2 separate regions of the Mus musculus genome follow, and region 1 is linked to region 2. The links are chromatin contacts, called in public HiChIP or PLAC-seq maps. All regions are on one chromosome and are shown on one strand. Each heading gives the region's core, a stretch centred on a gene start, on an enhancer-like site or on the middle of the called end of the contact. The rest is flanking DNA. Distances are from core to core; before and after follow the strand shown.

Region 1 (6,093 bases), core at 2,166-4,665, 140 kb before region 2:
CCTTGAGCACTATCCTCCTGCCTGTGCCTTCTGAGTGCTGGCTTGCATCTTGTACTTCATGTCCAACTATAATCTGCAGTCCTGTGCCCAGGGAAAGAACCTTTAAATGTAGGTATAGAGACTTCACAGATCAGTTGGGTTTTCTTGTTCTTTGTTGTTATTAAATTTTATTTATTTAATTTATGTATATGAGTGCTCTGCTGTATGTATACCTGCATGCTAGAAGAAAGCATCAATCCCTTTATAGATGGTCATAAGCTGTCCTGAGGGTGCTGGAAATTGAACTCAGGACCTCAGGAAGAGCAGCCTTTACTCCTAACCACTGTACCATCTCTCCAGTTCCCTCACCCCGTTCCCTTTTTTAAGATGAGGTAATCTGTCACCATATCAGCAGAGCAGACCATATTACCAAGAAATGTCAGATTTTTTCAGGTAAAGGAATTGGTGGTAACTGGAAACAAGAACAGTTGTTTGGTTGTTTTATCTAGTATTTTCTCACGAGTGGCTCCAGATAATCTCTTACTATCTAAAGTCCTGTGTGAATGTAATTATGTACAGGACAGGTTGCTTTAGAGTCGGTGCCTTTGTGTAGCACATTTCCTATGGTGGCCTGCATGTCAGATGTCAGTGAGCTGCATTCATCTTTAACAGTTGTTTAATTTTGAGCTTATAATGCAGTTATGTCATTTCCTCCTCCTTCCCTCTCCAAACCCTTCTGTGTACAGACCTTGCTCTCTTTCAAATCTTGGGCTCTTTTTTTTTTAATCATTGTTGCACACACATATTCCTAAATGTGTAAGTGTTACCTGCCCAGTCTGTATAGTGTTGCTTTTACGTTTATGTGTTCAGGGCTGATGACTTGATGTTGGATTACCAGTTGATGTGTTCTTTCCTGGGGAAGGCTGTGTCTCCCTCTCAGTATTTCTAAGTTGCATGTAGTTCTTTGTCTGTGTAGGCATCATGAGCCTTCTCCCTTCTACATTAGTGGTGTCGTCTTTGTTCAGGTCATGGTTGGGCAGCCATATTGATGAGACCTCATGGTCTTTTAAAGGAGACACAATCTGGCAGCAAATTCCCTGATCCTGTGGCTCTTATAATCTAGTGAGTTGAGAATTCTTGGTCATTGAGAAAGACTAAAGCCTTGCCTCCTGTCATGTTCTATCTTCCTATGCACCCTTCCTGTGACTGTTGTTGTGACTTCTCCCCCTTTCCCTTCAGAAAGCAATCCTGAGTCTCCAATAACCATCACAGAGCCCTACCGCACCCTCTCGGGGCACACAGCCAAGATTACCAGTCTGGCATGGAGCCCACATCATGACGGAAGGCTGGTATCTGCTTGCTACGATGGCACAGCTCAGGTACTGTGTGTCCTTGATTCAGGATCCTTCACTGTGTAGTCTGATTTAATGTCCTCTTCCCTGTTTGGGATTCTTTTCATTCCCCTTCTGTTGTCTGTAGAAAGGAGGAGCCAGAAGACCTTGTAGTTCCGTCATACATTTGGCCTTACAGTCAGTGTGCTGCCTTCTGATTACTCTCTGTAGACACTGTAGCCCAAAAGTCTCTTTCAGCCAAACCAACATGAAGATGTCAGTTAACTATAGGCACTTTTTTTGTTTGGGCCTTTGCTTCAGGGTCTTGCTGTGTAAGGTAGGCTGTGCTAAGACTCTTGGTATTTTGTATTGGTTTGGTTTTTTAAAATTACATTTATTTTATAGGTATGTACATGCATGAGGGGGGGTGTGGAGATGAAGACAAAGACGGAGACAGAGATAGAAACAGTACGAGTCTGTGTGCATGCTGGAGGTGGGGAGGGGCCAGGAAAACTTGTAGGTGTTGGTGTTCTCCTCTCATCATGTAGGTCCAGGGGATTGAACGCAAGTCATCGGACTTTTGCAGCAAGTGTCTTTTCCACTGAACTGTCTCATGATCCTATGCTCAAAGCTTTAAGCCTCTTGCTTCAACTATCCATGCTGGGGTTGTAGGTGTGGGCCACGGCGCCAGCTCCCCAGGACAAATACTAACACAATTCTGGTTTGAGATAATGTGGTCCACAGAGCAGCAGTGGATCATTTCCATAGGAATGCCTCTCACACATGCTCCTCCCCTGGGAGCTGGTGTTGTCACATGAATGCCTTAGCCCATCTTGAGTGTATTTGTAACTGAGCAAATAATGACACAGAACAATAGAATAACCAGCAATTGTCCATTCTGTCCACTGCTGTGGTTTTAGGTGTGGGATGCCCTCCGGGAAGAACCTTTGTTCAATTTCCGAGGACATCGAGGCCGGCTGCTATGTGTCGCGTGGTCCCCAGTGGATCCAGAATGCATCTACTCAGGTGCAGATGACTTCTGTGTCTACAGGTGGCTGACTTCCATGCAGGACCATTCCCGGCCTCCTCAAGGTTGGTTTAGAAGAAGTTGGAGAGCCTACACACTGTTGTTTCTGATTTTCTTTTCCTCTGCTTTAGTAATTGTTCTGAACCCACCTAGCATCTGTAGGATGGGTCAGTAACCTACAGGGCCAAGGATAGCACTGCCAAATTGTAACAAGTATGGCTGAACTCTTACCAGGGTTGTCAGGCAACCCTGGGAAATGAAAGAACCTACAACATCTTATGCCAGAAAGAAAAGATGTACTCAGAGAACTGAGTCACATCAAAGTATGGGGATCAACTTAAAAGGGACCTTGCTAAACAAACAGACAGTTGAATTGAGGGGGGAGCAGCAAGATGTCTGACAATGGATGGGGGTTACTCAGGATTCTAAAGGAACAAAACTGATAGAATGAAACACACAGACAGGATTTATTAGAGTGTTTTACAAGCTGTGGTCTGGATAGTCTGATAACAGTTGACTCCTGATGGAAAGGCCAAAGATGTAGTAGCTATTCAGTGCACAAGACTGCTCAGCAGTTGCAATCTAGTGCTAGAGTCTGGGAAGACTCCCAGAAAGCTGCTGGTCTTCAGTCTGTGTTGGATCCTAAAGAAGTAGGTTCTGATGCTGACGAGAGTGAGGACAAGTGGTCAAAAGCAAAGGTTTTCCATGGCCTTTTATATAGGCCCGGAGGTGTGGCCCAGGTGTGGATGGTTCTTCTGATTTCAGATCCAATCCAGAAAATCTCTCACAAAGCTCAGCATAGTGCCATGTGCCTTTAATCTCAGCACCTGGGAGGCAGAAGCAAGAGGATCTTTCCTCTTCAAGGCCAGCCTGCTCTACATTGCAAACTCCAGGACAGTCCTCTCTCAAAAAATTAAAAGAAGATAAGAGAAAATTGCTCACAGATGTGGCCCTACTTGTTGGATTTTAGTTGATTGCATATGTGGTCAGGTTGGTTATCATGGGGTAAAGGGACTTAATTGCCAAGCAGGCCTGTCAGCCTGAGCTCAGCCTCTAGGACCCATATAAAGATGGAAAGAGGAACTGACTCCAGGGTCGGCCTCTGACTTTCATAGGCATGTTGTGGCCTGCCTGGTGATCACGAGTGCTCAGACTCACACTAATTAATATGTATGTATTAATAACACACGCGTATGTATTAGTTTCTTGTGAGTTCTCTCTATATGATGGATGGATGGATGGATGGATGGGGGTAGGTGGGTGGGTAGGTAGATAGATAGATGATAACACCAATGGTGTCTATGTGATGGTACCACGTGTTTCCTTGGGATTACTTATAGGAACAGAAGTGACTCAATGACAGCTGAATTTCCAAAGTCCACCCCAACGTGGGCAACAGCTTACAAAAGATGGGAACCTGGAGCACACTGCACACACAGCCTGTAGTCATCTCAACAGATTGGAAAGTGGCCTTGCCAAATGACTATTCTAACCCTCCTCCAGATGGCGAAGCTAGCTTCTGCTTTTTCTAAGCAGTGGTCTAAATCCCGAAGTCTTGGCAGCCTGGCTTGTCTGAGTCTTTGCAACACAGCTTCTCTTCCTCTGAGGGGGACTCTCAGCTTTTACTGCTTTCTCTGGTAGTGAGGTACCTCGTGAATCCTGCCAGTTTCAGGGACTTCTGAAGCTTTTTTGAGTTATTTGCATTCCTGCTTAAAGAGCATTCCTGCAGAATGGAGCGTTTGAATCTCAGAGGAAACTGTTACACAGCATTTTGGGTATAAAAGTGTACTTGCTGCTAAGCCTGACAACTTGAATTTGAACCCCAGGACCCACATAGTATGAGAGAAGGAAAGAGATAAGTCCCATAAGCTGTCCTCTGATGGATCTCTCTCTCTCTCTCTCTCTCTCTCTCTCTCTCTCTCTCTCCCCCCTCTCTGTCAGACACACAATCATGTAAATATAATGTTTCTAATTTACATGTCAATTTCACAAATTTACAAAACTAAGTGTAAATTTTATGAATATAATTTTTTTAATTTAAAGAAAATAAACTAACTGATGTTTGACACATCTCCCTACCATAAACAACTAAAAACAGGAGATGAAGAAATATATCTCAAATGATAACATTTCCCATCCTCTTAGAGTCTGGTAAAAGAATACTCAGATTAAGCCGGGCGTGGTGGTACACGCCTTTAATCCCAGCACTCGGGAGGCAGAGGCAGGCGGATTTCTGAGTTCGAGGCCAGCCTGGTCTACAGAGTGAGTTCCAGGACAGCCAGGGCTACACAGAGAAACCCTGTCTCGAAAAAACAAAAAAAAAAGAATACTCAGATTAGCTTTGTCTGTGGTCAGAACCTGGACACAGCTCAAATGCTAATGAACATATGAGCATAAGTAGCCATAAGAAAGACGTTGTAGGCTGGAGGGACAGCTGAGTACAGAGCATGTCATGTGTCCAAGGCCTGGGTCAGCACTCCCAGAACAGACAATGAACAGCTACTGATCAAGCATCAGATTGATGGGTTTCTGACAAGCCACAGTCGACAGGATCAGGGGACTGCACAGAATACCTACTGTTTCTATGAAAACCTACAACAGGTGACATTCAGACTGGTGACAGATTAGCAGGAACCTGGAGCTGGAGATCCAGAGCATTTATAAGACAGTTGGAGAGTCTTAGGTCAAGGGGACACTTCATATCTGGTTTGTGGTGGGAGTGCTGGGTTGCACTGCTATGAATCTGTCAAAAGCAGTTGAAATATGATAAAAATGACTAAGCAAACAATAAAGGCTTTAAGGAAGAAACAGAGTCGTACTAAAAGCTGCAAACTAGTAAGTGCCAGGTGTGTGAGAATCATAGTCTTCAGGTTCCAGAGTCACAAGGAAGTCTAATACTTCTGGAGTTTATAGGCCTCTCCTGAAAACCAGTTCTGTCCAACAGTGCATTCCAACCAGGGAATCACAAGTGCCCCCTGGTTGGGATAGAACCAGTCAAGAAGCTGGAACCAGAAGTTATCTAAATAACTTTAAAAGTCCCACAGTCTTTACATATTCTTAAAATTTCAATCTCTTTAAAATATCCATCTCTTTTAAAATCCAAAGTCTTTTTACAATTAAAAGTCTCTTAACTGTGGGCTCCACTAAAACAGTTTCTTCCTTCAAGAGGGAAAATATCAGGGCACAGCCACAATCAAAAGCAAAAGTCAATCTCCAACCGTCCAATGTCAGGGTCCAACTTAAGATCTTCTGGGCTCCTCCAAGGGCTTGGGTCACTTCTCCAGCCATGCCCTTTGTAGCACACGCGTCATCCTCTAGGCTCCAGACAGCAGACACTGTCAGGATACCCTCATTATATGCTTAAAATAACCACAAGAAAGCATGTACTGACTCCCAGGTACCCCATGAAGAGTGGGAAGACATGAGTAGAATGGATGGGCTCCCAGGGTTGAGCTCTGGTGGAGGATGCAGCTGTCTTCAGGTGCAGTGCAGGAAGGTGTGTGAGCCTGTCAGAAGAGTGCTGTGGGCTCCAGACGAGCTCACCAGGATGCTTCTGATTCACAGTGTATTTTATCTATTTTTAATTTTATTGTGTTCTTTGTAGGGAAAAAATGTATTGAACTAGAGAAAAAACGACTCTCTCAATTTAAGCCAAAGCTTAAAAAGAAGAAAAAACCTACCTTGCGACTGCCTGTAAAGCAGGATTCATCCGTTGGCAATGAAGATGAGAGTGTAAAGGAGAACTCTGGACCTGCT
Region 2 (6,424 bases), core at 3,330-5,829:
ACAAAAACAAACGAAAAAAAACACAGTTATTTCTTTGAGTGACTGACCTACAGTTAAAGCTGTTAGTTACAGCCAGGTGTAGTGGAGCACACCTTTAATCCCAGCACTCTGGGAGGCAGAGGTAGGCAGATCTCTGAGTTTGAGGCCAACCTGGTCTACAAACTGAGTTCCAGGGCAGTTACTCAGAGAGTAGGGGGAGAGATGTGTTGATACCAAGGTTTGGTAAAATGGCTCAGCAGGGTTTTTTTGTTTTTGTTTTGTTTTTTGTTTTTGTTTTTGTTTTGTAAAGCACTTGCCACCTACCCTGACAACCTGAATTCAGTTCACAGGGCCCATGTATGATGGAAGGAGAGAACAGATGCTTGTAAAATGTCCTGGCAGAGCTGGGCAGTGGTAGCACACACCTTTGATCCCAGCACTGGGGAGGCAGAGACAGGTGGATCTATGAATTCAAGGCCTGTGGTCTATAGAGTTCTAAGACAGGCAGAGCTGCTACCCAGAGAAACTCTACCACAAAAAAATTGAATGAATGAATGAATGAATGAATGAATGACTGTCCTCTCACTTCCACATGCCACACATAAAAATAGATACAAGATGATGGCAACTGTCCATCTGTCCATGCACCATGAATATGCTTTCCATCCATGGCCAATCAAAAGTAACTTTTTAAAAAAGATTTATTTATTTAATGTATGTGAGTGCACTGTAGCTCTCTTCACACACACCAGAAGAGGGCATCAGATCCCATTACAGATGGTTGTGAGCCACCATGTGGTTGCTGGGACCACTGGAAGAGCAATCGATGCTCTTAACCACTGAACCCTCTCTCCACTCCCAAAAGTAATTGTTTTATGTGAATTTTTATTGTAAGGGTGCATAAAAGGGTGGGGGGTTTTGTTTGCTTAGTTGTTTGGTTTTTTAAAGAAGTATCTCCAAGCCCTGATTTCTCAGTCATCCTTCTGCCATGACCACTCTTCTGCAGGATTCATAGGTGTGAACCACCATACCCAGTTCAAAGGTCAACTTTAAAGCAAACTATTTCTTGTGGGGTGCTAAACTGAACACAAAAAATAAAAGATGTTCATTCTCTGCCTTCTTTTACAAGTTAAAAAAAAAAAAAAAAGACCCACATAAAAGTTTCTGAAGGTCCCATAATCTCTTAGGCACTGAACCAACAGTTCTTAAGCTCTTTCACAGGATTCACCAGAGACCACCAGAAAACATATTTACATCATGATTCACAGCAGTAGCAAAGCTAGTTATGAAGTAGCAACAAAAATAATTTTGTGCCGGGTAGTGGTGGCACATGCCTTTAATCCCAGCACTTGGGAGGCAGAGGCAGGTGGATTTCAAGGCCAGCATGGTCTACAGAGTTAGTTCCAGGACAGCCGGGGCTATACAGAGAAACCCTGTCTCAAAAAACCAAAAATAATTTTATGGCTGGGGGGTGGGTCACCAGGACTGAGGAATTATATTTAAAGGGTCACTGCATTAGGAAGGCTGAGAAATGTTGTTATCACAGTGAAGGGTCACCACTATCCTGAGAGGCATGCACATCATAAACTATTCCCTGTTGTTCAAATGAGGAGGGTGGGACTCAGCTAACAAGAGACAGCGATACAGCACGTGCAGACTGACCCCAAAAATCTATGCATCTCTTCCCACTTGGGCACTCAAGATTGAGAGGGGGTGTGGCTGGAATAAGGGGAAAGAATGGAAAAAATACTGTTCAGGAGGGTGTCCAAAAGGACAAATCCCAAAACTTAAAACCATAAACCTAGCAGGGCAGTGGTGGTGCACGCCTTTAATCCCCGTACTTGGGAGGCAGAGGCAGGCGGACTTCTGAGTTCGAAGCCAGCGTGGTCTACAGGACAGCCAGGGTTACAGAGAAACCCTGTCTCAAAAAAACAGAAAAAAACAAAAACAAAAAAACCCATAAATCTAAAACGGGGGTGGGTTGGAGTTGGGGGGAAAATGAAGGGGAAACTGCAGTAGGTACATAATGTATGTATAAAGAAAAGAAAGAATGAAACTGGAACTAAGGAACAACAAACACACAGAGGTGGAGGTGGGGAGGGGTTAAAACCAGGTATAGGGAAGGCAGAGGTAGGAGAATCAGGAGTTTAGGACCAGCCTTGATTCCGTTCCAAGCTAAGTTCCAGGCTACACTAAGACTATGCCCTCACTTTCCCCTCTCCCCAATACAAACCTAGGACTTAGAGGTTAAACAAGATAGGAAATGCCACATGGAAGGAAGAGAGGGTAAAACATACTTTATTACTAGTTACTGCTAGTGTCCCTCAAATACTTAAACACCAGCATCTGAGCCAAAAGAAGGCTAAAAATAGGCATTTGCAGCAAGCTTTGGAAAGCTTAGCTTGCTTATGAGACACTCATTTCTGTACACTCCCAAAAACACATGCATCACAGAACATAAAAATCCCAAGACCACACAACCACTCCACTGGTGGCACATTCATTTAAAGATGTCCTGGCTGAAGATAAAATCAGAGCTGAAAAGGGACCTACCGATCCCTTTGGCTGAGGCAATAAGGCCACCACCACCTAGCCTTGCCAGACAGACAACCCAATCACAGAATTCACTTTAAAAAGCACCAAGGTCTTAACAAGCTTAAATTCAGAAGCTATTGGATTAGTTCTGGTAAGTCTGTCAAAAAACTACTCCAAAGATTCTATCAAAACCAACTGGTAAGATTACAAAAGAAACAAAACAAACAAACCAAAACAAAAAACAACCAAAAAACCCCACTGGAACAGAACAGATATAGTATACCTAAAATGTGTGCTTTGGTCACTTAAATTGAGTTTGGCTTTATCCTGAGGAAAAGTTGAGATGCCAGCCAAACTGTCTTCTTCCCACGATCAATAGCTCCAATGACGCAAGCTATCAAGGGCCCATGGCTTTACACAAAATGCCAGCTCAGGCACCCAATCCTGCCTGATTGTCACAGCTGATTTAAAACCCACAAGGCAGGTTCACCAGTAGCTAAGTGCGGCGAACTGAGCGAACAGCCTCATTTAAACTTCTGAGGAGCGCGGCTCGAGAGGATGATTATACCTCTGAATTTAAAGAGGGGCAGGACCAAAGAGCGTCTTAAAGTTGATTCCTCCACTCTGTGGGTGGAAAACGAGGATATGAAAGAAAATGGAGGTTTCAGTACTGCCCCTTGCATAAGAGGATTCGGGAAGGGAAGGAGAAGAAGAGGGAAACTCTGGTACTACAACACCCCCAACCCCATGTGCCCTCTTCCTTATGAAGCAACCCTAAGAGAAATCGAAAGGGCAACCAACGTGCTGGTTTCCCCCAGGGCTAGGCCTACACTTTCCAGCACTCTGGAACCTGAAAGCGGCTAGCTCCGACTTCCTCGGTGCCCAGCTTAGGTTAGGCAACCACACCTAAGCTCCATAGCAAGTTTTTGGTTTTGGTTTTTTTTTTTTTTTTCATTTTTTAAAGTTAAAAGTACCAGGACTCCGACGATCAAACTCAAGGGCCATGCTCACTATCAAACACCCAGGAGTACCCAAGCGGAGGCTGTGCCCGAGTGGTGCGCCACTAGATGCCCACGCCGATCGCGCCCGGCTAGGATTCCCGAGCCACCTCCCACCCGGACTCAGCGGGGGAGGGGAGCCCCGCGCGCAGCTCCGGCCGGCGAGCGCTGCGAACAGTCCTGGCACGGCGCATGGCGCCCAACTGTCACCCGCCCGCCCCGCACCGGCGCGGCCACTCCCTCGCCGCCACACACGCCCCTCGCGTCGCCGCGGGCCGCAACCGGCTCCCGGGCACGCAGGGGCCCGCGCTCCCCACGCTTCACCCGGCTCCCCGAAGCGCAAAGTTGCAAAGTTCAAAGCCAGGCCCAGCTCGGAGCCATGACACATGTTCTCTGAACACGCACTCTCGAGGCGCCGAGACGCATAGGGAGCACAGGGCACACGAGCGGCCCCGCCCGGCCCAGTCCGCCAAGCTAGGCCCGAGGCATGCCGTTGCCACCAACCGCTGCGGCCCCGGTAGCCCCGCTCCGAGGGAAACGCCCGCGTCACTGCGCGGGCCAGTGCCGCGCCGCGCAGACCCACCTGGAGGCGGCTGTCCGTTCACCGCGGCCGGCGGCGGCGCGTGCTTCGTCCACGGGTTCACCTTGGGCGGCGGTGCCTCCACGAAGTCACGCCGGCCGCCGTCCTCGCCGTCGCTCCCCGCTGGGGCTTCCGCAGCTGCGGGTGGCCGCGGGCTCTCGCGCTCCGCGCCGTCGCGGCCAGGCCTGGCGCAGGCGGGCCGCGGCCTGCGGACGCCGCCGTCGGGCTCTCCGCCGCCGTCACCCGGGCCCGACTCGGCCTGGGCGTCGGGCGCCGGCTTCTTCCTCGCCAGGCCGTGCTCCTCGGCCTGCAGCAGCGGGGCGCCCGCCGGCAGCAGCGGCTCCACTTGAGTGGCCATCTGCGCGGAGGGGCCGGGCGCGCCGCGGGCCCCGCTCGAGGCCGCTGGCGGGGCGCCGGAGCCCGGGCCGCGCGGACGCGGAGCGGCGCGGACGGGCTGACGCTGAGTGGCGCGCCGGGCAGAAGGCTCCGGCGCGCCTAGCCGGCCTGGCGGACCTCGGTCCGCCGCCTGCGTCCCCCCGCCCCCGGCCCGGGGCGGCTCGGGGGGCTGCAGTGGTGCGGACGGCCAGGGGGGGAGCGGCGCGGAGAGCCGAGCCAGACCACGCGATCCGCGGCGGGCGGCGGGCGGGCGCGCGCCTCGCGACGCGGCGCGCGAGGGGCGGGGACGGCGCGGCGACGGGCGCGCGCGCGCAGGGCGGAAGGTCCCGCCCCGGCCCCGCCCCCTGGAGACCATTCCTGTGGCGCGGCAAGTGGACGGGGGCGAGCACGTGCCTGATGCAACTTCGGAGGGCGGGGGTGGGGGAGGAGCCTTAAAGGGCCAGCGCCCCAGAACGGTCGCAGGTGGAGCACATGGGACCTGGCCACGCGGCCGGCCCGGCCTGCTAACGCTGGTGACAAGTGTTTCTCGGGGCTCCGCGTTGGGGTCTTTTACTATGTCAGCCCAGACTTGGCTAGTGATGCAGAGGGGTTCTTTGGCCGCCCCCTGTGCGTGGCTTCTGGCCCCACTCCGATGACCTTGGCCCAGCTGCAGCCTGGCCAGAGCACTGGTAATGGGTCCAAGGGAGTTCTTTCCCCACAGGGGCAGCGAGCGCCTCGGAAAGAGAACAGAATTCCCAGTAGTACCCACGCTATGCAGGCCCTCGAAACCCAGTGTTTTATAGGCAGGAAATGGCTTTTCTTTCAAGTCGCTTGTGTTTTTTCTATAGAATTGTTTAGGGTAGAGTTGAACTGACACTTAATTGAGGGACTCAGAAAGCTCTGAGATTTGTATCTTAACCCTGACCCCATTGCAGTTAGTTAGGGGTTATCAGCAGTAGTCAGGTCCACTTCCTGGGTCTCGATTTCTCTATTGTAAAATGAAGGAACCATTTATGCCAGGTGGTTTCAAATTTCTCTGTCATTTGGTTCAATAAATGTTTACTGACTTTATGCTCTGGGGGCCTGCAAAGTTCTTAGAAAGGTCTGCCAATAAACCAGGCTAACAAGCACCTGTCCTCCCGGAATTTACACTGTAAGGTGGGGGAAGGCACAGTAAACAGGAGAAACAAATACTTCATTACAGCGCAGTAGTCACTGTGCTGTAATGAAGTAGACAAGATTGGCTTTTTGTTTGTTTTGGGTTGTTTTTTCCGTTTGGTTTGTTTGGGTATTTTTTTGTTTTTCAAGCAGAGTTTTTGGTTGGTTGGTTGGTTGATTGGTTGGTTGGTTGGTTGGTTTGGTTTGGTTTGGTTTCTGTCTAGTTCTGGGCTCTGATTATCCTAGAACTCTCTCTTTCTGTAGACCAGGCAACCAGGCTTACTTCGGACACACAGAGACCCACCTGTCTCTGCCTCCCTAGTGCTGGGATTAGAGGGTTACAACATCATGAATTTAACTGAGATTGGCTTCTTTAATTGCTGAGAGAAGGTTTCCTTGAACTCAGATCCCAAAATACTGGAAATAAGAGACGTGTCAGGAACTGACTGGATCTAGAAATCTGAGAACCGAACAGCCTGGAAGGTTGGCGAACTCTCCAAAAGAAGGATTAGAAAACAGGTGGTCTCCTGGGTGGGGGGCATGGCTTCCTGAAAAGACTCTTAGAGACCAGACACTGGTATTGTGGACACCGGGAATACTGGGGAAAGTGTTCATAGCAATCTGGTGTTCAATTCCATCTCCAGTCTTTGCCTGCAAGCCTGGGACAGCTCTCTAGCCTTCCCTGATAGCCCCTCTCTTAGAGGAAAATTAATGCCTAAGTAGTCAATGAGAGCCAAAGTGCCCCCATTATAAGGCACAACACACTAAAGCCAGCGCTTGCTCGGAGAAGCACGGAGGA

Evidence for each region. HiChIP or PLAC-seq counts read pairs in DNA pulled down with a chosen protein or histone mark.
Region 1: a contact with region 2 is called in an H3K4me3 HiChIP or PLAC-seq map of bone marrow-derived macrophages, with 3 times the contacts expected there. The contact joins the enhancer-like site here to the promoter of Larp1 in region 2. A contact is called at or near these places in 2 of 484 Hi-C or Micro-C datasets (CD4 T cells and nephron progenitors), 2 of 115 datasets of contacts at active chromatin or transcription factors (bone marrow-derived macrophages and embryonic stem cells) and 2 of 9 other capture datasets (adipose tissue and liver).

The regions. Positions count from the first base shown.
Region 1 is chr11:58,141,658-58,147,750 of GRCm38.p6, reverse strand. It overlaps Gemin5 (gem nuclear organelle associated protein 5), which reads left to right. Exons shown (of 28, transcript NM_172558.3): 14 at 1,219-1,358; 15 at 2,231-2,402; 16 at 5,942-6,093. Among named protein-coding and RNA genes, the nearest start is that of Gm33350, 14 kb to the right of the region's middle. Within about 2 kb of position 3,415, at least 13 of the 459 cell types and tissues checked have an H3K27ac peak or open chromatin away from gene starts, as enhancers often do. A contact at or near this core is called in bone marrow-derived macrophages, where this site is marked.
Region 2 is chr11:58,007,219-58,013,642 of GRCm38.p6, reverse strand. It overlaps Larp1 (La ribonucleoprotein domain family, member 1), which reads right to left and starts at 4,579. Exons shown (of 19, transcript NM_028451.1): 1 at 4,096-4,579. The coding sequence starts at 4,450.